Regions from separate parts of the Mus musculus genome. Here regions 1, 2, 4, 5 and 6 are each linked to region 3. A link is a contact called in public ChIA-PET, HiChIP or PLAC-seq and promoter capture Hi-C data. All regions are on one chromosome and are shown on one strand. Each heading gives the region's core, a stretch centred on a gene start, on an enhancer-like site or on the middle of the called end of the contact. The rest is flanking DNA. Distances are from core to core; before and after follow the strand shown.

What was found. Promoter capture Hi-C pulls out the DNA fragments that hold promoters and counts their contacts. ChIA-PET counts read pairs in DNA pulled down with a chosen protein or histone mark. HiChIP or PLAC-seq counts read pairs in DNA pulled down with a chosen protein or histone mark.
Region 1: a contact with region 3 is called in a promoter capture Hi-C map of pre-B cells. The contact joins the enhancer-like site here to the promoter of Ikzf1 in region 3. A contact is called at or near these places in 2 of 39 promoter capture datasets (the C10 cell line and pre-B cells), 1 of 484 Hi-C or Micro-C datasets (embryonic stem cells), 1 of 115 datasets of contacts at active chromatin or transcription factors (memory CD8 T cells) and 1 of 9 other capture datasets (adipose tissue).
Region 2: an RNA polymerase II ChIA-PET map of memory CD8 T cells shows a contact between it and region 3, with 2,554 read pairs. The contact joins the promoter of Zpbp here to the promoter of Ikzf1 in region 3. A contact is called at or near these places in 14 of 39 promoter capture datasets (the 3T3-L1 cell line, 3T3-L1-derived adipocytes, the C10 cell line and 8 more), 2 of 15 datasets of contacts at CTCF or cohesin (large pre-B cells and thymocytes), 21 of 484 Hi-C or Micro-C datasets (B cells, the Ba/F3 cell line, CD8 T cells and 10 more), 17 of 115 datasets of contacts at active chromatin or transcription factors (the 230-238 cell line, CD8 T cells, the SCID.adh cell line and 12 more) and 5 of 9 other capture datasets (adipose tissue, embryonic stem cells, liver and 2 more).
Region 4: a contact with region 3 is called in a promoter capture Hi-C map of the HPC-7 cell line. The contact joins the enhancer-like site here to the promoter of Ikzf1 in region 3. A contact is called at or near these places in 16 of 39 promoter capture datasets (the C10 cell line, the HPC-7 cell line, HPC-7-derived erythroid cells and 9 more), 2 of 15 datasets of contacts at CTCF or cohesin (CD8 T cells and pro-B cells), 33 of 484 Hi-C or Micro-C datasets (B cells, CD4 T cells, CD4 single positive thymocytes and 18 more), 22 of 115 datasets of contacts at active chromatin or transcription factors (the 230-238 cell line, CD8 T cells, DN3 thymocytes and 15 more) and 4 of 9 other capture datasets (adipose tissue, embryonic stem cells, liver and 1 more).
Region 5: a contact with region 3 is called in an H3K4me3 HiChIP or PLAC-seq map of the SCID.adh cell line, with 35 read pairs. The contact joins the enhancer-like site here to the promoter of Ikzf1 in region 3. A contact is called at or near these places in 10 of 39 promoter capture datasets (the C10 cell line, the HPC-7 cell line, cranial neural crest and 6 more), 1 of 15 datasets of contacts at CTCF or cohesin (CD8 T cells), 13 of 484 Hi-C or Micro-C datasets (B cells, CD4 T cells, CD8 T cells and 7 more), 13 of 115 datasets of contacts at active chromatin or transcription factors (the 230-238 cell line, CD8 T cells, the SCID.adh cell line and 7 more) and 2 of 9 other capture datasets (adipose tissue and liver).
Region 6: a contact with region 3 is called in a promoter capture Hi-C map of pre-B cells. The contact joins the enhancer-like site here to the promoter of Ikzf1 in region 3. A contact is called at or near these places in 8 of 39 promoter capture datasets (the C10 cell line, the HPC-7 cell line, HPC-7-derived erythroid cells and 6 more), 4 of 15 datasets of contacts at CTCF or cohesin (CD8 T cells, the G1E-ER4 cell line, large pre-B cells and 1 more), 64 of 484 Hi-C or Micro-C datasets (B cells, the BV-2 cell line, CD4 T cells and 36 more), 24 of 115 datasets of contacts at active chromatin or transcription factors (the 230-238 cell line, CD4 single positive thymocytes, CD8 T cells and 18 more) and 5 of 9 other capture datasets (adipose tissue, bone marrow-derived macrophages, embryonic tail and 2 more).

The regions. Positions count from the first base shown.
Region 1 is chr11:11,885,422-11,888,593 of GRCm38.p6, forward strand. All of the region lies in intron 1 of Ddc (dopa decarboxylase), which reads right to left. Among named protein-coding and RNA genes, the nearest start is that of Ddc, 11 kb to the right of the region's middle. Within about 2 kb of position 1,415, at least 50 of the 459 cell types and tissues checked have an H3K27ac peak or open chromatin away from gene starts, as enhancers often do. A contact at or near this core is called in pre-B cells, where this site is marked.
Region 2 is chr11:11,460,910-11,464,030 of GRCm38.p6, forward strand. It overlaps Zpbp (zona pellucida binding protein), which reads right to left and starts at 1,510. Exons shown (of 8, transcript NM_015785.2): 1 at 1,155-1,510. The coding sequence starts at 1,455. It overlaps Spata48 (spermatogenesis associated 48), which reads left to right and starts at 2,835. Exons shown (of 9, transcript NM_001347068.1): 1 at 2,835-3,121.
Region 3 is chr11:11,684,294-11,687,210 of GRCm38.p6, forward strand. Ikzf1 (IKAROS family zinc finger 1) reads left to right here and starts at 1,632. Exons shown (of 8, transcript NM_001025597.2): 1 at 1,632-2,175. Gm11999 (predicted gene 11999) reads right to left here and starts at 1,342. Exons shown (of 4, transcript NR_166812.1): 1 at 997-1,342.
Region 4 is chr11:11,498,831-11,501,866 of GRCm38.p6, forward strand. All of the region lies in intron 7 of Spata48 (spermatogenesis associated 48), which reads left to right. Among named protein-coding and RNA genes, the nearest start is that of Spata48, 37 kb to the left of the region's middle. Within about 2 kb of position 1,286, at least 13 of the 459 cell types and tissues checked have an H3K27ac peak or open chromatin away from gene starts, as enhancers often do. A contact at or near this core is called in B cells, CD8 T cells, the CH12 cell line and 5 more, where this site is marked.
Region 5 is chr11:11,527,420-11,530,669 of GRCm38.p6, forward strand. No RefSeq gene overlaps it. Among named protein-coding and RNA genes, the nearest start is that of Gm11998, 28 kb to the right of the region's middle. Within about 2 kb of position 1,497, at least 75 of the 459 cell types and tissues checked have an H3K27ac peak or open chromatin away from gene starts, as enhancers often do. A contact at or near this core is called in the 230-238 cell line, CD8 T cells, the SCID.adh cell line and 9 more, where this site is marked.
Region 6 is chr11:11,545,657-11,548,635 of GRCm38.p6, forward strand. No RefSeq gene overlaps it. Among named protein-coding and RNA genes, the nearest start is that of Gm11998, 10 kb to the right of the region's middle. Within about 2 kb of position 1,600, at least 28 of the 459 cell types and tissues checked have an H3K27ac peak or open chromatin away from gene starts, as enhancers often do. A contact at or near this core is called in CD8 T cells, DN2 thymocytes, the G1E-ER4 cell line and 10 more, where this site is marked.

The DNA.
Region 1 (3,172 bases), core at 165-2,664, 200 kb after region 3:
GCTACTGTAGAGACACCCACAACCACACCCTCATCTGCTCTGTGATCAGATCATTCTAACCATGCCCAGGCTATAGTTTTTACTCTCTGCAATTTCTCTTCTTGGACTCCTCTGCCATAGCCAGTTTCCTAGAGTCCAATCTAGGCCCCTACTTACATTCTTACAAATCGAATGGGAGGTAGTACAGTAATTCTACTTCTGTGGGACCTTGGTGAAGACTTCCGGTTGTGGATCTGAAGCCTGCTTCACTGAAGGGACATGTACATCCTACTGTGGCATGTGTCAGGGTGTAAGGTCTTGTGGGCCGAGGGAAGGACGGAGAAGTTCCAAACACCCATGCATGGTCCTGCCTACCATTTCACATTTCCATGCTTCCATCCGAAACCATAAGAAATGTTTCTAGCCATGAGAAATTGCTAATAATTTGAAGAAAGACTATCTGAAACTTCATCTCAACAACAACAAACTCCAAAGTCCCCTAAGCCTTTTTAGACTCTGAAGATGCTGGCTAATGAAATGCTTTTAAATGAATTTTCTGGCCAGCGTTTTTTCCCCCACTGTTAACTGTGAAGCACAGGAATAGTCAAAATTGACTCAAGAGGGGCTTGGTATGTGCCAGTGTCAGGTGATCCAAGGTCAAGGGTTCATCTTCAATTACCATGGAGACTTCAACCTTCAACCTTTCTAAGGTTTCCTGTCAATTTTTGCAAAGGCAAACAGGCATGAAAACACCCCCAGGAGTGCCATCGGTAGGATGAAAAGAGGCTACATGCTGAGTGCCTGCAGCCCAGTCGCACTCAGGAAAAACTTTTATTAGGCAGCAGGGAAGTATTGTGCAGGGGAGGGGGGTGGGATGTGAGAATCCTCCCCTCCCCTCCCCTCCCCTCCCCTCCCCTCCCCTCCCCTCCCCTCCCCTCCCCTCCCCTTCCCACTGCTCCCCTTTTCTCTCTCTGCTTTGCCTCCTGCATCCCAGGCTAGATTGAGGCTCAGAATGGTCTTGTACTCCTATTCTTCCTGCTTCCACTTCCCATGTTTACAAACCACAGACTAGTCTGCTCTACACCAGACTCAAATTTGGGTGTTTTAGTGTTTTAAGTAAGAGGGGAAATTCACTGAGCAACAGCAGCAGCAGCACATGGGTTTTTTTTTTTTTTTTTTTTTTTTTTTTCTGGCTGTAGAGGCCACTCCCTCACATGATCTTGCTGCATTTCTGCCCTATGGTTCACAAGCTTCCCTTTATCAAGTGGAAAGCCTGCCGCCGGTCTGTAACTACCCACCATTTCCTTTTCAGTCTTGAGAAGTAGCCTGCACTAACTACAGATCTTCTAAAAGTCAGAGCCAGGGAATATGGAGACAGCACTCAGAGCTCAAGTGTATGCTCATGTCTGATTTGGGTTTATCTTTGGGTAGCATGTGTTTCTGGCCACTGGTCAGGCAGGAAAGAAAGAGAAAAAAAAAGATCAGGATCCCACGGTCTCCTTCTCAGGGACATCCTAGTGACCTAAGGACCTTCCACTAGATGTCTTGTCACCTGTCAATAACAGTATAACCGAACCACTCCACTGAACCAGAGTACCCTGTTAGCAAGGTCCCGTTTTAGCGGAATTCAGGCTCTGGCTCCTACTACCACTGAACTAGCATGAGCTCTAAGCATCTTAACAGATGTTGCAAATGCCCATTGCCTGACAACCGCTAGAAAAGTGTCCTAAAGCGGCATCAGAACTTGAGGCCTGATCATCCCCTGAGCCTCAGGCACAGTCATGATGCCCAAATGCCTCCCAGGGCATATAATATACTGGCTTCTGAGGCACATTCGTTGGTAAGAGGCCACGTTCATTACGAAGGAAAACAAGAAGCCTAGACAGCACTTGTTGAGATGTAACCATAGCCAGTCTTTCACATTAGCCCATTTATGCCACGGCAGAAGACATGGCAAACCAGGTGGCTTACACCCCACAAACAATGGTTTTATAAAGTTGCAGGCGCTAGGATTCTGAAATCACATTGGCTTTCAGGCGAGGTGCCTATCCCAGGCTCACACTATTGGCTTCTTGCAGTGTCCATGGAGAAAGGAATGAGGGTTCACCGCATTCCCATCTTCCAGAGCAAAGCACCCACAAGGTCTCACTTCCTATAACCACCATGTCCTGTAGTAAAATGGGACATATGAGCTTGGAAGTATAGAAACCACAGTCCTTTGAACTCCATTTCCAACATGTGAGATACCCACAGTTCCACACTCCACACTCCACACAGAACTGTAATGATGCTCAGGATGCTCACAGTGTGCCAGTTCTCCCTACCCTTGCCCTTCTGCAGATGAGAAAGGGGCCACTGATTCCTTCCTATTTCCTCTTTTGTAACCATGAAGCATCTAAATATTTTCTTGGCTGACAGTGTATAGAGTTTAAGTAATGATTTTCAGCTCTGTTCTCCTGGGGAAATACTATTTCTAATCATATCACCATGCTGTGACCCAAGCTATAGAAAACTAGAAAAAAAATCATGACATTTGTGACGTTAAAAGAAAAAAAGATAACATTTGGGACTGAGAGATCACTTTTCTTTTCTTTTTTTTTTTTTTTCTGTTTGTATTTGACTTTCTCCATATGCCTATCTGAAAAATCAGAGCATAGCCAATAGTTTACCAAGTCTCACAGTTCACTTGCCTTTCCTGTAGGCTAGAGACCCCCTCAGTCTGTGTTCTAGTGACTGCCTCTCCGTAATAGTCTCATATTGGTTTATTGTCTTTGCAAACACTGACACCTGGCACTGTGGGTTTATTTGGTGCCCTTTGGTACCCGCTTCTGATAGTCTCAATTTTCTCTCAAGAATGAGGTCAATGGTAAACACTGACTTCTCAATTCGTCAGCACAGTTGCTGGTCTGTCACTGTGTTGCTAAGAACCCTGTATTTCAGACTCTTCCACATTCAGTTCTGAGAATACATTGACATTTGGTTGTCACATTATATTGTCCAAGAAACCAAACAAATAGGTATTTCCTAACCTTCTGTTAAGCACATGGTATTCACAGTATCTTACTTATCTAACCGTGTAAGGTGAGATAAGGATTATTATTACAGATGACCCGAGTCACAGAGCCAGCAAGTGTGGATGGGCGCAGTCTTCTCTCCTTCTGAAGCCAGCCTTTTCGCAATCAGCCCTTGACCT
Region 2 (3,121 bases), core at 260-2,759, 220 kb before region 3:
TCATTTACATTTCCAATGCAATCCCAAAAGTCCTCCATACCCTCCCCCACCACTCCCCCACCCACCCACTCCCACTTCTTGGCCCTGGCGTTCCCCTGTACTGAGGCATATACAGTTTGCAAGACCAAGGGGCCTCTCTTTCCGATCCAGGAAAGCAAAGGCATCCAGGACTCAAACCCAGACTTGGAGGCAGCAGGCTAAGCGGAAGCACGGGGGAATAGTGCTTACCGACTAGCTTCCTCTGGCTTGCTCAGCCTGCTTTCTGACATTGCCTGGGACCACCTGCCCAGGGATGACACCACCTCCCAGAGGACCGGCCCCTCCCACATCAAAAGCAATTAAGAAAAATACCCCCACAGACCGCTCATACGTCAATCTGATAGTCAAATCTTCAATTGAGGTTTCCTATTCCCTGGTAACTACAGATTGTGTCAAGTTAAAAAAAAAATAAAAAACTAGTAAGCATGCCCCATTTCTTTCCTTTAACCACAGTATCCCTTTCTTCACACTTCTTCTACATCTGTATCCTTGGTTACTTTATAGTTCTCTTATTTGAATAAACTTTAACTCTGACAAATGTACCTTTAGTACATTTAGGATCTATGGGACACAGATTATTGCTAGTAAGTCTACAATTTCAACATAAAGAGAGGGAGAGGGAGAGAGACCAAACCTTGCTAGCTAAAAAGCCAATCTAGTAAGCGCTCATTTCTTTCTCCGATATATATTTTTGAAACTAGGATACGTGTTTCCAACTACACCCTGCATTTTACATCCAGAACCAACAGAGGGCGCTGCACTATCAAGGATGGTCTAAAAGCTCACTAGGTTCACAGCACAAATTCAGTACTATACAGAGCTACATAGACTCGCTCTGAAACACACGGCTGGCAATGACCCACGAACTGAAGTTTTATTAAGGCACTTTTAAAGTTCGGATAATCTCTTGGAGCAGGGCCTCCTTCACGAGCCCACAGAGGTCTTTTCTATGCAAATGTAGTTTTCAAGATTCCTACACAAAACTAGGCTCACTGGGGCTGTCCCTGCCAGAGAGGGTGTCCTTGTGTAGTCGGAGTCACGTGACACGGGGCCAACGCAATTCTCGTGAGGAGCCGCGGCAGCCAGAGCTCCCGCCATGCGGCGCCGAGCCTCACCTGCAGGGGGCGCCCGCAGCAAGGCGCAGAGCAGGACGGCGGCCAGCGACAGCGGCGAGAGCACGGAGCCCGAGGCCCCGGCCCGCCGCCGGCCCCGCGGAGCCCGGCCCGGGGCCAAGGCCTCCATCCACACGCCGCCGACGGCCGAGCCTCGGCGCAGAAGGTCGTTACCTGGCGCGCGCCCACCCGCCGCCGGAAGTTGGCAGACGGCAGGCCGGAAGGACGGACCGACGGACGCGCCACTTCCGCTCGGGTGATGTGCGGGAGGTGTGCTAGCTTGGGACCCAGCTTGGGTACACATGGGAGGCAAGAGGTCGATCCCCTAGGGGCTCCCTTGACTTCGAGGCCCCGCACCACTAAGGAAACCCTCCAGAACCTGGCTGGTCTGAGATTCCAAAGCGAGAAGAATCTTGTGTCGCAAAGTTCTAACCTTTGCCTTCCCGTGGTGTCTGTGTGCAGAGGAGAAGCCCCTCTTATTACCTTAGCAGTGGATTGAGTTTCAGCCTTTAGGTGCCTAATGGCAGCAGATCCTGAGAACGGATGACTTAATGAATGTACACCTCTCATAAACTTCCTGGCTATAGTAATGCCAATGCATGAAGTTCCTGACTGTTGTAATGCGAACGATTGTGCATTATCAGTGTGTGGGACTTAATAGAAAATGCATGCAGTGAACACCTAGGAGAAATTAAAGGTATTGCCTTAAAAAGTGGCATGATGGGAAAATGGAGGAAATAGACCTTAGATGACATTGACTTTCATGCAGTACTCGGCTTGGAAGATCATCCTCAACTTGGATTCAGGAAAACATAAAGAACCAGCTCACGGACCGTTTAGAATGAGAATGTATTTAAATTGAAAGAATCATACATCTTTTCTGCCTTTGGAAGGATTTAATGATAGTCCAACTAGGATAAAAATAAATTTTATACAAATATATAGAAACACTAGAAGCAGGCTGTTAAATGTTTTCACTTTTAATATGAAGAGATGGGTAATACGGAGTGGAGTAAAAACTTACTGACCTTCGTGTTTTGGATAAACTGTCCAGGACCTTATGCTGAAAACTTACCCATTTATTTCAACGTTATTGCTTGTTTTGTTGTATATTGCAAATTTTCAGTCATCATCATAGGTGGTCGTGGCTACATTCTGCTTATCCTTACTATCATACAATTGATCTGATTTAAATATTCTATACCTGACTCTTGTAGAAGCTTACCTTCTTTATTTAAGGAGGTGTGAGCTATTACCCTTCGGATTGTAATAATTAAACTTAGTTGCAATTTTCATGCAAAACCAAATTGTCTAGTTAAAAAACAGCTCTTAAGTGGACTGCTATGCTTATCGTTTAAAATAGATCGTTTTTTATGCTGCCATTTACTGAAATAACATAAATACCTCATTGTTTTCGTTCTAAGAATTGTGGTAACTTAAAGAAACTGCAGATAATTTAAGGCATTTAAGAATGGACTTTTACATTGGCTATGATTTATGAATTATTTTTCTTAAAAATCAGTATACTATATCTTCCTTGTTAGCGTATTTAAATTAAACATATACCAATGTTTATAATTTATTCCAACCCGAAAAGTTATTTCTAGTTTGTGTGTGTTTGTGTGTGTGTGTTTGTGTGTGTGTAGGAGAGAGAGAGAGAGAGAGAGAGAGTATATATGAAAGAGAGAGACTGTATATGTATTCACTACATCAACTTCAGTATATTCTTTCAGTTACTATCTTGCCCACAAAATATGAACATGTTAAATTTTTACATATACATGTGTGTGTGTGCATGTGTGTGTGTATTGGTTTCCTGAGCATTGGAGAAAAAGGTATAATGGAAATATTACTAGGACTTTTTTCTGTGGTTTGCCTAAAGAATTCCATTATGATGTACATAATAAGTAGTTCCGTGAGCTATGGTTCTACCTGTTGCCAAGCAGCAAAGGCTCTTTTTGTGTTTTTTT
Region 3 (2,917 bases), core at 382-2,881:
GACACAAGGAAGACAGCCAGAGTTTGGAACACACAAAAAAGATCACAAAGGAAAAGGGAGAGCTTGAAGTAAGACCAGAGGGCAGTTTACAAGTCTGGCCTCCCTGGGCTTGACCCATAAGTTGACTTGGCTTAGGATCTCTGTACCGTGGCACATCTCCAAAAACAAACTGGTAGATGTTGCCTAAACCGTCCAAGAAAACTTTATGTGTTGAAAGGCCTTCTCTCAAGAATAGTAGAGGCCAAGCATGTCATCGAGGTGCATGGGTCCTGTTATGGCAGCCAGGCCACAACTATCTGGACAGCTGTGTCCCCGACCACGCTCAGCTGCCCTGGAGTCACATTTTCTGCCTGTCCCTGTGGCTCACTCCTCCTGCCACCTGGGAAGCCTGTGTCTTCCTTTCCACCAGCACAACCTATCCCTTTGAGGCCCAGAGCCTTCCTCCCAAACACTATAGCTGCCTGCACTCCTCTCAAGGGTACTCCAGAGTTTTATTTTGTGCCTTTCTAAGTGGTTTTGAAAAGTGGTGAGGCAAGGCCACCGCCACCCCCACCCTACCCAGGCAGGGACACCAGGCAGTGTGTATGGAATTAAAGATTCTCCCTCTGTGCTCAGGGTTAACGCCTGTCTGGCCCCCTTCGGGTGTGGCCCAGCTAATCAGAAAGACGATGGGCTCTTTGTAGAGTGTGAGCACCATCAGAGGCTGCAGTCCTGTCTCTACGCAGGCACTCCGTGCCTGACACGCCAGGGAGAGGTCTGCGGCGCCGTGGAGCATGGTGTAGGATTGCCTTGCTCCCACCTCTGTCCATAGACCCCTTCCACGCTGGCGTGTGCACACAGGCCGGGATGGAAGGCGCCATCCTAACTTCTTCTGTGAGCAGGTGGGAGGGAAGAGACGCGAGAGGTATTCCATTGGTTGTCTGGGAAAATGAACTGCACCTTCTCCTCACTCGCACAGGATCAACTTTTCCCACCCCCTAGGGTGGGCATCAGTACCTTGGGGTCTGAGCCCGAACGTGGGAGCCCACGGGTCCCAGTTTCAGGGACTCGGCTGTGCGCTTGCAGCGGTTGCTCTTAGACACCGGGGAAAGTGCCTTACAGTGTCCCGTGTTCCCCGACTGGGCGAGTGAGCCTGTGTCCCGACCGCCCGGCTGTCCCGGCTGTCCCGCGCGTGGCGCTGCGGCAGGGAGGCCCCTCCCCCTCCCCGCCGGCCCCGCACGTGCCGCACCCCTGCGGGTCGAGCGCGGGTCCCGCAGTGGCGCGGTTGAGCCGGACCGGCCCGCGGGCAAAGCGCGGGCCGCCGCATCCCGCGCGGGGCAGCGGCGTGATGCTGCGCTGGAATGAGGAAGCTTGGCGCCAAGGGGAGGGCCCGGGCGCGCTGCGCGCGGGGGTGGCGGCGGCGCGCCGAGCGGGCCCGGCGCGGGCGAGCGGGCTGCAGCCGCCGGCGGCGCCAGCAGGTACGGCCGGTGCCCGCCGCCGCCCGGCTACCCTCGGCGGCCGGGCCCGAGCCCCGTGCGGCTGCAAACTTTGTGTGCGCGGCCCGGCGGGTCGCGGAGTTGCCGTCTGAAGGCGGGACCCGAGGGCGGGCGCGGGACGGGAGGGTGCCTCCCTCTGACCCGCTCAGTGTCCCCGTCAGGGTCCCGAAGCCGCGTGCCGTGCGCGCAGGCCGGGTGGGCTGTGGGACAAGCCGAGCGGGAGGCGAGTCGCAAGCGCCAACCCAAAGTTTGCACGGTGCGGGGCGAGGGGCGCGCGCTCCGGGCTGCCGCAGGTGGCGGCGCGGTGAGCCCGGGCCAGGTGCCCCGGCAGCGGGGCGGCGCTGTCGTGCGGGACAGCCGGGCTGCCAGGGGCTCGGAGCCGGGTCGGAGCCCGCGGGGGGCGGGGAGTGTGGCGAGAAATGGGGAACAATGCGAGTGAGCAACTTGAGGAAGTCATTGTGAAAGAAAGCTGGGAATTGCTCCGCAGCCAACTTAGCAGGGCACTCTAACAAGTGCCTGCGCGGCCGCGCCCGGGCCGGGGACAGGGGCAGCCCGGCGCAGTACAGCCCATCCCGGGACGCTCGGCCGCGGCTGCCGGAGACCCGGTAGGTCCCGCGGGGTGCAGGAGCCCCCAGATCCCCGGCTGCTCTTCGCGCCCCAGGATCATTCTTGGCCCCCAAAGCGCGGCGCACAAATCCACGTGAGTGTTTTCGAATTAAATTTCAGTAGAAAAACTTGGGATAACTGGTGGATTTTTGTTTTTGTTTTTTTCAATTAGGAATAGGAAAGAAAGGAAAGTCATTCGAAATCCATAGTGTCCGTGTCGCTCACGTCTATCTTTTTCTTTCTGAGGACTGTGAGAGCGTTGACTTAGGTCAAAGCCTCTGCCTTTTTAGGCTGGGGCTGCAGGTGCAGACCAGGCCAGTTGAGGCACTTCTGAGTAGCCCGGGGTCCCACGAAGAGAATGTCCTGCTTTTATGTTTAGGTTTATATCGACATATCTATCGAGATTACGGAAGCCAGCGTTTTCAAACTCATGAGTAAAGACTTTCCTTATTTTCGATGCGAGAGCTATTTGCTTTACTGATAAGATCCTGTCTGAGTTTGCTTTGTGCAAAACAAAAATGATCTGAGTATTGAAACACATACTTTTTCTCATCGCACTGTCTGATCACAGGTCATGAGACTATCGCAAGGAGACCCTGTTATCAAATAGGCATCAGGACGCTTGCACATTATTTGAAATGTGCTTTTTAAAATTGCTAAGCATCACTGGTGATTCCCAAGGTATCTTATGAGCCTTCGATTTCCTTCTAATTTGGAAGTGCAGGATATGGCATCTGGTGACCCAAAGGGGCATCAATTCAAAAGGTCTGAGCCAGAAATATTTTCTGTTTTCTTTCGGGCAGGAGCCCACCCAGATTGAATTTTAATGTGCTATT
Region 4 (3,036 bases), core at 36-2,535, 190 kb before region 3:
TACAGGCTCAGAGCTTTGCTTTAGGGTCAGAGGATTTGGGTCCAAAGACCTGCAGATATTGAAACTTGAAGATGCTCAAATCCATATATAAAATGCTTTAATATTTGGCAAAACATACTGTGTGCATCCTCCCTAGATTTCTTGTGATAGCTAGTACACTGTACATGCATCTAAGTAGCTGTCATACTACATTGTTTAGACACAAGGACAAGAAATGGTCATTTTGAGGGGCACATTTTTAAAGTTATGTTGTTTATTCAGTTATCTGAAACAGTGGTTGTATTATCTTTCTTCCATGCTACAGAGTTGTCAAATGTTAGAGAAATTCTCACATTGGTTTCTGTGATTGACAGCTCTTACCAAGGACTTCATATAGTCATGGCATAAATTGTTGCAACTAGCTGAATGTTAATTAATTTTATCTTTTAAAAGATGTTATGCCCACAAACAGAAGTAGAGAAATTTCTTATTGGATCACCTTCTGCTATATTCTGTTGTTAAATATTTGGTTTTTTAAAATCTCCTGTATTTTGTTTATTTCTATTATTAATTTAACCTAATTCCTTTTTCCTCTCTGTCAGGCTATAAAATATCCTTCAAAATTAACTTTAGCTTTAGTACATTTATATAAATTGTTTTATCGAGGAATTTAATTAAGCATGTCTGTCTAGGGCTGGAAGAGCTAAGAGCTGTCCTAATATAGATATAAAATAGAAAAGAATTTGCCTCCAACAAGCTAAAACTCTTGGTGGACAGACGATTTCACACACACACACACACACACACACACACACACACACACACACAACTGACTTTGCTTTTTGACCCATGACTGTGGAGATGTCATTTTTACATGTAGCACTCCAAAGGCTGATGACACCTACCACCATTTGTCAAGTCTGAGGGAGCCAGTGTAAAATTCTCCCATAAATTCTGCAAGGAAGTCATTACTATTTAAACAATAATTCTTTTAAAAAATTGAAAGGAGAAAGCCAACCTTAAAGTGTTCACCAAGCATAAGATTTTGGTAATGTTTCTTTTTATTCAAGTATATACTTAAACTTTGAAATGTTTTGTGAGACAACCTTGCTTTTGAAATCAAACTTTCCTTGGAGTCATTCTTAAAAGAGGCTGAAACGAAAATAAGAGGCATTTAATTTTTTTTTAAATGTAAAAACAGGGCATTTCTTTGAAGAACTTGGGAGAGTGCCTTTTACCTTATCTTGCTGAAGCTTGTGTTTTCATAGACAACTGACATTTAGCTGTGTTTCTCCGATATGAGCGCTAGAGGGCGTCCCAGGTTGCAAAGTTTCTTCTCGTGATTGATTTTCTGGTTTTTAACAGAATCATAACCTTTTAACACAACAAATGTTGCCCATTTTTATCATGAAGTGTTTATGGATGCTGTGACACACAGTGTCGTTCTTAATACACTCAACTGCGAAGTAAATGCCTGTGTGTGTGTCCACACCGACCTCGCGAAATAGATTTCTAGTGAACTCTTCTGAACTCCTTGTGCCCCGGGAACCTCGCCATCTCCTTCCATGCTCCAAATGAGAAGCCCCGCATCTGGCTTTGTGCTGATCTCCTGCTTGCCCACTTGGTAGTTGTACTACCTACAGATAGGTCTCAAATTAAATGTTATGTATTTTGTACAATATCACACTGGGCTAACAAAATTATAGAATTTATAAAATATGTCTTCATCTCAATAAAGTCTCAAATACGGAAATTCAAATTTTTATTTTGTACCAAGTAGGGGAAAACAAATAAACAAACAAACAAATGTCCTATTCAAATGCAAGCATGACTTTCTTTGAAGTTTCCCAGCTTAAAGGAACTTCTTACCTAAATGTACCCTGTGATATTCTTTAGGGTCTGGAAGATTGATGCTTAATCATGACCTTACATTTACCAAAATGCTGTCCTTCAGCAACACAAAACATTACCCAGTAGATTTACAGTGTCCTGATCAACACCCCACGCCCCTACCCCACCCTCACCCCCACCCCTAGCAGGGCATTATCTTTCAAACTTCCTTCAGGTGATTCCTTCCTTCCTTCCTTCCTTCCTTCCTTCCTTCCTTCCTTCCTTCCTTCCTTCTCCTTTCTCTTCCTCCTCCCTCTTCTTTTCCTAGTTATCAGGTCATCTGGACTACATTGGTGAAGAACACTTCAACAGTTTAAAATGTAATTCATTATTTCTGTTGTAGAATTGAATTTGATCATAATAAGAATTGAGTGCAGAAAACAATAGCAAACACAAACTCTCCCATGAGAACATAACTGCTATTAGACTCACCTTTCCCGCTTGTCATATGCCCTTCTCACTCTTGCTGATATATGCCCCAGGGAGCACCCACTGCTGTGATATGCCCCAGGGAGCACCCACTGCTGTGATATGCCCCAGGGAGCACCCACTGCTGTGATATGCCCCAGGGAGCACCCACTGCTGTGATATGCCCCAGGGAGCACCCACTGCTGTGATATGCCCCAGGGAGCACCCACTGCTGTGATATGCCCCAGGGAGCACCCACTGCTGTGATATGCCACAAGGAGCACCCATTGCTGTGATATGCCCCAGGGAGCAAGCACTACCTCTGCATTGCAGCATGATTGTGAAATAGACTTTCCTAAACACCATTTCTGTTCTTTCAAATGTAGTGTACTTGAGGGATTTAAATTCATATATAAATTATTTCCTTTCTCTTTTTGCTATTATACATAATCCCCTCAAATATTTTTACATATGTCTTTCATGATTTAAAACTATTTCCTTAATGGAGATTCCTTTCTAATAGATTACAAGGTGAAAATTTAGCAGCATTCTCAAACCAGTTGTTTAGTCATTTTCCAGAGCTGATACAACTATCCCATGTTTGTGCTCACCTCTAGTATTAGCATAGCTCACCTTCTAACATCTACATATCCTGATGGAACAGTAATCCAAGTATTTTTAAAGTATAGGAAGTAAACTGTCTCTTTGGTTTTTAACACCAGTGTTGGAGATTTGATGATCCTTTATCTATGTGTCTAT
Region 5 (3,250 bases), core at 247-2,746, 160 kb before region 3:
TCATGACATGGAGCTCTAGAGGGGTGGATCATTGCAGAGTGGTACTTGACTCAGTGGTCTTGGTTACTACACAAGGAGAAAGGGGCCTTGGAAACAAACAAACCGAGAGGAAAGGCTTAGCCGGAGCTGAGTAAGGACTTCTGGGGCAGTAAAGATGAAACTCAGAAGATACCTGGGTGATGCACTCTAGATCTTGAATGCTATTATGCATTTTTCATGACTAATTAATGCCCTGCTTTCCCTGTGATTCTATGGGGCTTGTGTTTACTCTTTCACAGTTAATTAAACTAATGCACCATCCCTGATAGCTATGCAATTATATTACCTAAGTGCTTTATACATGGCTGGATCAACAATCACAACAAACAGTTCAGTTATCCACACTACCATCAGCCGATGTCCAGGACAAAATCGAAAGAGATCGCTTTACTGATTCACCCCTGAGGAACCTAGATCAGAGGACTGCATTCTGGAGGCCGTGGGACTCTGGAGGCTCTGGAGGCACTGGTCACACTGCAGCAAGCTTTGTCAGGGCCGGGGATTCCACTCACCTCCATTCCCAGAATGCCAATGGTGTGTCTTGTGCTCCACCACTCTTTGAAACTTTCCAGGAAAGAAATCCTGTCACCTTAGCAGAGTTCCTCATCCATCCAGACACTTCCGTTAGAAATTCATTTTTGTGTATAATAAATTGCTTCTACTTGGCGGAAAATCATTTCTCGCTGTTATCTCTGCTATCGTGACTTCTGCTGCACTTTAATGGACTTCACCTGATTATACGCTAGTCATTAAAAGCTTAGTCCAGGGTACAATGGTATCTTATGTAGAAGGATCCATGAGAGCTTTATAGAGGCTTACCAGCCACAGCCTTAATTTTACTCATTCGTCTTAATTTTTTGTAATCATTTTTTGTAAAGAGGGTATAATGTCAGCCTTGCTTCCCGGCCTCTGACAGATCCAATCTAGCAGATAATTACCATAAGGAAATTGATGCTTTAGTGTGCAGGAGAGAATTTAATTTACTCAGACATCCTCCAGTACAATGCATTCCAGAAGATATGAGGATTTAAGTTTTTAAGAAATTAAATTTTACTATTTAACATGATTACTTATGTTGAACATCATTAACTAGCTTTTTTAACTGTTTGAAATAATTACAAGCACACTTGCTATGTCTAAAATCCAGGCTCTGCATTAAATATGGGTTAAGGATCCATGAAATGAAAAGAAAGACCTGCATTCTTTTTTCACCCTCTCCCATCTTCCAAAAACTGCTTTTAAAACATTCAGAGCAAAGCTAAAATCGTCCTTCTGAAGATACAGACTCCTTTCGGCACACAGCTTTAAAGCGTACTTTAACATAAGTGTTATATTCTCTGGTTTGGCCGGTTTTAATTTTTAAATCTCACTGGGTCCGGTGTGGGGCGAGGTTCTCAGTATGAAGGAGTAGAAGAAACGGGAAGCGTTACGGTAGGAGGTGGTTATGCTGGTGCACTTTCACAAAGGCAAAAAGGATGGGTGAGCAGGAAGAGATACCACTTCCGGGGCTTGTTCATTTTTTATAGTCTGGAGGGAAAGAAAACACACACACACACACACACACACACACACACACCTCTCAATGTACACAGGGCCACATAAGATTGAAGAACAAAGACAAGATATAAAATAAGCTCAAGGAAGCCAGGAAGGCCCTTCGTCAGTGCAGCTGTGTGACCAGAAGCTCCCGGGACCTTTGCGTTTCTTTGAGTCCTCTGCCTTTGTGAACTGATTCCCAAAAGTTCCTCAATCCTTTCCTAAATGTGAAGTGAAACACTCAACAGGAAATTTCTGGACAAAGTCTGCCCAGAAGTTCCCTTTATCCAGTGCCTCTCCACGGTCACATTTCCTCTCGGGAGAAGCCAGAGCCTTCTGCATCTGCTGCAAACCCTGTGACCGTTTGAGGAAGAGTGGGGATTGCCCCAGGGTCCTCGTTTAGAATTCCCCCAACCCCGGGTGCGGAACCTGGGGGCTGTGGTGGTCCTGCTCAGTGTTGCCTTCTGAATACATGTAGTGGGCTCTCTTCATTGCCAGGTCCTGTCCCTGATGTCTGCCAGATGGAAGTTGGTACATGCAAGCATGGTGCATACATACTGCCCTGTCCAAGCATCTGAAAACTCAAATATAATTTGACTCAGGAATATACTTGAATATGTGACTTTAAAACAAAAGGAAGTGAATCTGCATGTTAACATGTAGTGGGTGCTCCTGGTTTGAAGAATTCCCATGATACAGGCTCAGGACAAATTCTGCAAACCCATAAACCTACTGATCCATCTTTCAAAGCATCTTGTGAGGTAGATACTCCTCTCCAGACTTTACAATGCAGAAAATGAGACTTAGATGAATGGTTCTTGTTTGTTTTTTTAAAGGCATTTTTATTCATTCTTTGTGAACTTCATACATTTGTACAATGCATTTAATCATTCACTCTGAGTCCTCCCCTAACTCCTCTCAGATGTGCTCCCACTATCTGGTCCCCTCTCAAATACTAATCTGTGCTGAAATGAGAACCTTACCCTCCTTCAAGCCAATCTAACGGAATTCCTCTTGAGCTGCTGCTTCATTTAGTTACAATCAAGATCTATCATCTATTCAATCATTTCAAATTAGTCAGTCACTTATTCACAAACATTTGCCAATAACCACCCCATGCAACTGTGCACTGAAGATGCTAGAGGCATTAGGGATGCCAGATAAAAATTAGTGCCTGTCGTAGCTGCTCACTGCTCCCTATGTAGAGACACATCTCTAGGGACCCAGGAACACAACCATCTTCCAGTCTGAATTGCAAACACAATAGGAAAGGGCCCCTCATACCCTGGTTATTCTTTTCCCAGTTCACCACACTGACTGCATCCCCCAACCCTGACCACAAAAGCACAAGCCAGAGCTTCCTCTTTCCCATAGGCAAACTCTTGCCAGTGTGGGGTCTTCACATCTGCTCCCAAAGAAAGATATATCTTTCAAACACTTCAAGTTAACCATTCCACTGACGCATTAGTCCTGCACTGAATCTTCTCTCATCTGGTTCCCTAACAAGAAAAGGAAAGTTGTTTATGCTAAATAGACCCAGCCTTCAGAGTCAGAGTCAGCCTGTGAATTCTGACCTGCATCCACAGCTAGTTCTCCTTCCTAGGGTTTAGGGAGGAACATAGCAACTCAGACACAATTCCAACCTGGTTGAGATCTACTTAGATGACACAGATTA
Region 6 (2,979 bases), core at 350-2,849, 140 kb before region 3:
CCATCTCAATCCTTCCCCTACTGGAAATCCTTAATAAGGATGGGGAGAAGCAGATGCCTTCTCAACACCATCACCATAACGTGATAGAAATATGTGTGCTTCAAGAAGCCTCGTCTCCTCACAACTAACCTCGGGCTAGTTTGCTCTTGTTTTGTCACCAAGAACAAAGGGCAGAAACCTTCCCAAGACTGCATTGGACCTTCAAAACCTGATCACTGTGTGTGTACCAGGTCCAGTAAGGTGAGGTGTTTGTGCTCCCAGCTTGGAGACTGTATAACAGGAAGCTCACATCTCCTAGGTAGGATCTGGGAAGCTTCTAGTGACTGGGACTCAGGACTGCATCAGGTTACCATGACATAGAACAGATAAGACATAGTATCAGAGCTTGTTCTGACTCAGTGGCCTGCCATGTGCCAGTACCAAGTACCTTACCCTGTTCAAGGTGGGAGTATGAAAATGGCCTTCAGAGCCATTCCATGACTCATGCACAGGTGCTACCGGCCTTCATACACACTCTTTTGGAGAAAGTGATGTTTTGATTCTAACTTCCTTTTTAAGTAAAAATGCTGTGGGATGTGTACGGTGAATTTCCATGTTGCTCAAAATATTTGAAGCACCGAATAAAAATTTTAAAAGACACCAAATTTTGCTTTATCTTCAAGATATAATGCTACAACAGTAATTAAGATATTTTCCCTTTTTAACTTTTCAGAGGAATTGAACTGTATTAATCTTTCATAGGACACACAGTTCTTAGTTATTAAAGTTGATTTTTAAGGAGGAAAAGTGAACTAGAATTTTAGACCTCCTACTTCCATCGTTAAAGAATACTCTTGAACAAGTATGAATAATAAAATATTATCACTAGGAAAAATATGCCTATAGGATATTTATTTTAAGGTAGGGATTAATTCGCTCTCTCAACATTTACTTGCTAGGTATCTTTGAGAAGTGGGTGCTAAATGAAAACACACCGGACTTGATCTGTGTTCTTCAACCATCTTCTCTACAAGGGGAGAGACATAGTCTGGGTGATTCACTAAGTATAGTAAACTCAAAAACAATTTAAATATAAGTCAATAAACTGTGGTTGGTTTTAATCTGGCATAAGTAATGATGGATACTCTCTTATTTGTTCTTTATGTTATTAAGGATCTTATATTCACATTTCTCTCTGGAGGACAGGGATGGTCTCTGATTCCATGTCTGACTCCAGCTCTACCTTTGTGTACATCAGTCCTTCTGGGAGAAACTGCCCCTAGCCAGGAGAAACTGTTCCTTGCTCTGACCAACCCACCCTCTCTCTGTTCCGCTATGGTTGGCAACCCTGCTATCTTTGTCTCAAATTGTTACCATCCAAATCTGAATGCTGCCTCATCTGACTCATTTCCTACGGCCAGCCCACGTTATTCCTTCCCTTTGATCTACATGGAGAGTTTCCTTCATTGTGTCTCACCAACCTCAACTGTGTCCCTGTATCAGACTTTTCACCTGCATACCTTCTTGTGAAAAAAGTGAAAAAAGACACTCTCTAACTGGCAGGGAGATCATGATGTATCACAAAAAAAAAAAAAAAAAAAAAAAGAGGAAAAGAAACTGGTTTCTCTGAGGACCGCCTGGACAGGGCCTTGGATGGACAATAGAACTTGGCTAAATGAAGAAGTGACAGGGGTGCTCGAGAAAGAAGATGGGTATGGATAAGGGAGACGCAGGCCTGGACTGGAGCTGTGAGAAACACATGGGCTACAAGTGGGGGAAGAAAAACAGATAGGAATCGAAGGTGGCCACAGGCCTCAGTCTGTCTTGGTGTGGCCTTGCAGACACATATCAGCTTCCTGTTCAAAGAAATTAAGATTCCTTGGCACCAGGCTGTGAAAGGTAGACTCTCTTTTAAGAAAGAAATTATTTCTGATAATTCTGAAACAAAGAGCAGATGGCAAAATTGTAGTTTAAGGAAGTAGATTAATTTGGTTTCTGTGTTGACTTTCTCACCTAACTGGGTAGTTGGAAAAACAGACCACCTCCTCTGGCCTTGCACTCTTCCCCGGTAACATAGAAATCTTCCCACCGGGTCCTAAGGCAGTGAGTGGATGAGATGGGTGACCACCTGAGCAAGCCAGCACGTGCCCTCAGATCATTTTTCATCCTCTGGAGGTCCCCTGTCACCCGAGCTGCCCTGCTTCACACTTCACACTAGGAACAAATACAAGATTTGCCCAGAGAAGCCTACAGGGAGCCCAGATTCCACACTGGAGGGTTTTGTAGCTAAGTGGAACTTTTTATGCAGGAAAGCAAGGTAAAAATTTCCCAAGGGGTTTCTAGAAGATTTCCAGCACTTCCTAAATTAGCCCTGGCCAGTAAAACCACGAGAGATGACTTCCTGGCAGGGCTTGGCACTTCCATTTCCAGTCCCAACCGAAAGCAGGAAGCATCAAGACAAGTCATAATTCAACTCTTCAGTTGCCTTCCAAAATTATCCACATTCGGGTCCCTTGACATTTGCACCAAAGGTCAAGAGTTGTTCTGATTTTATCTGTTCCAGGTTATGGACTTGTTTTTAACCAAACCAACTGCTAATGAAGATGTGTTGTGTCTCCCACCATACCGACAAATAGGGAGTACCCTGTGCTGAAGAGTTCCATGCAATCTTCAGGAGTTCCTGCAAACCTGAGTTAGAGCACCATTATCATGAGAAGAGAGTGTTAAACTCCTGCCTCTTAGATTCTGACTACTTGGATATAACTCAGGGCTTGTTACCCATGTGACAGTAAGCTCATGCATTAGGATGGTTACTACTAAAGAAACAGAGACTAGAAAGTGTTTCAGAGAAGGCAGAGACAGTGTATGCTGTTAATGGGCGTGTAAAATGGCACCACCATCACCAGAATGATGCTTGAGAGCATGCAAAGTGAAATACACTACTCACCAAAAGGCAGACACTTGGATATTTGTTCACTTTGGTAAGATGCTCCTTGTTTG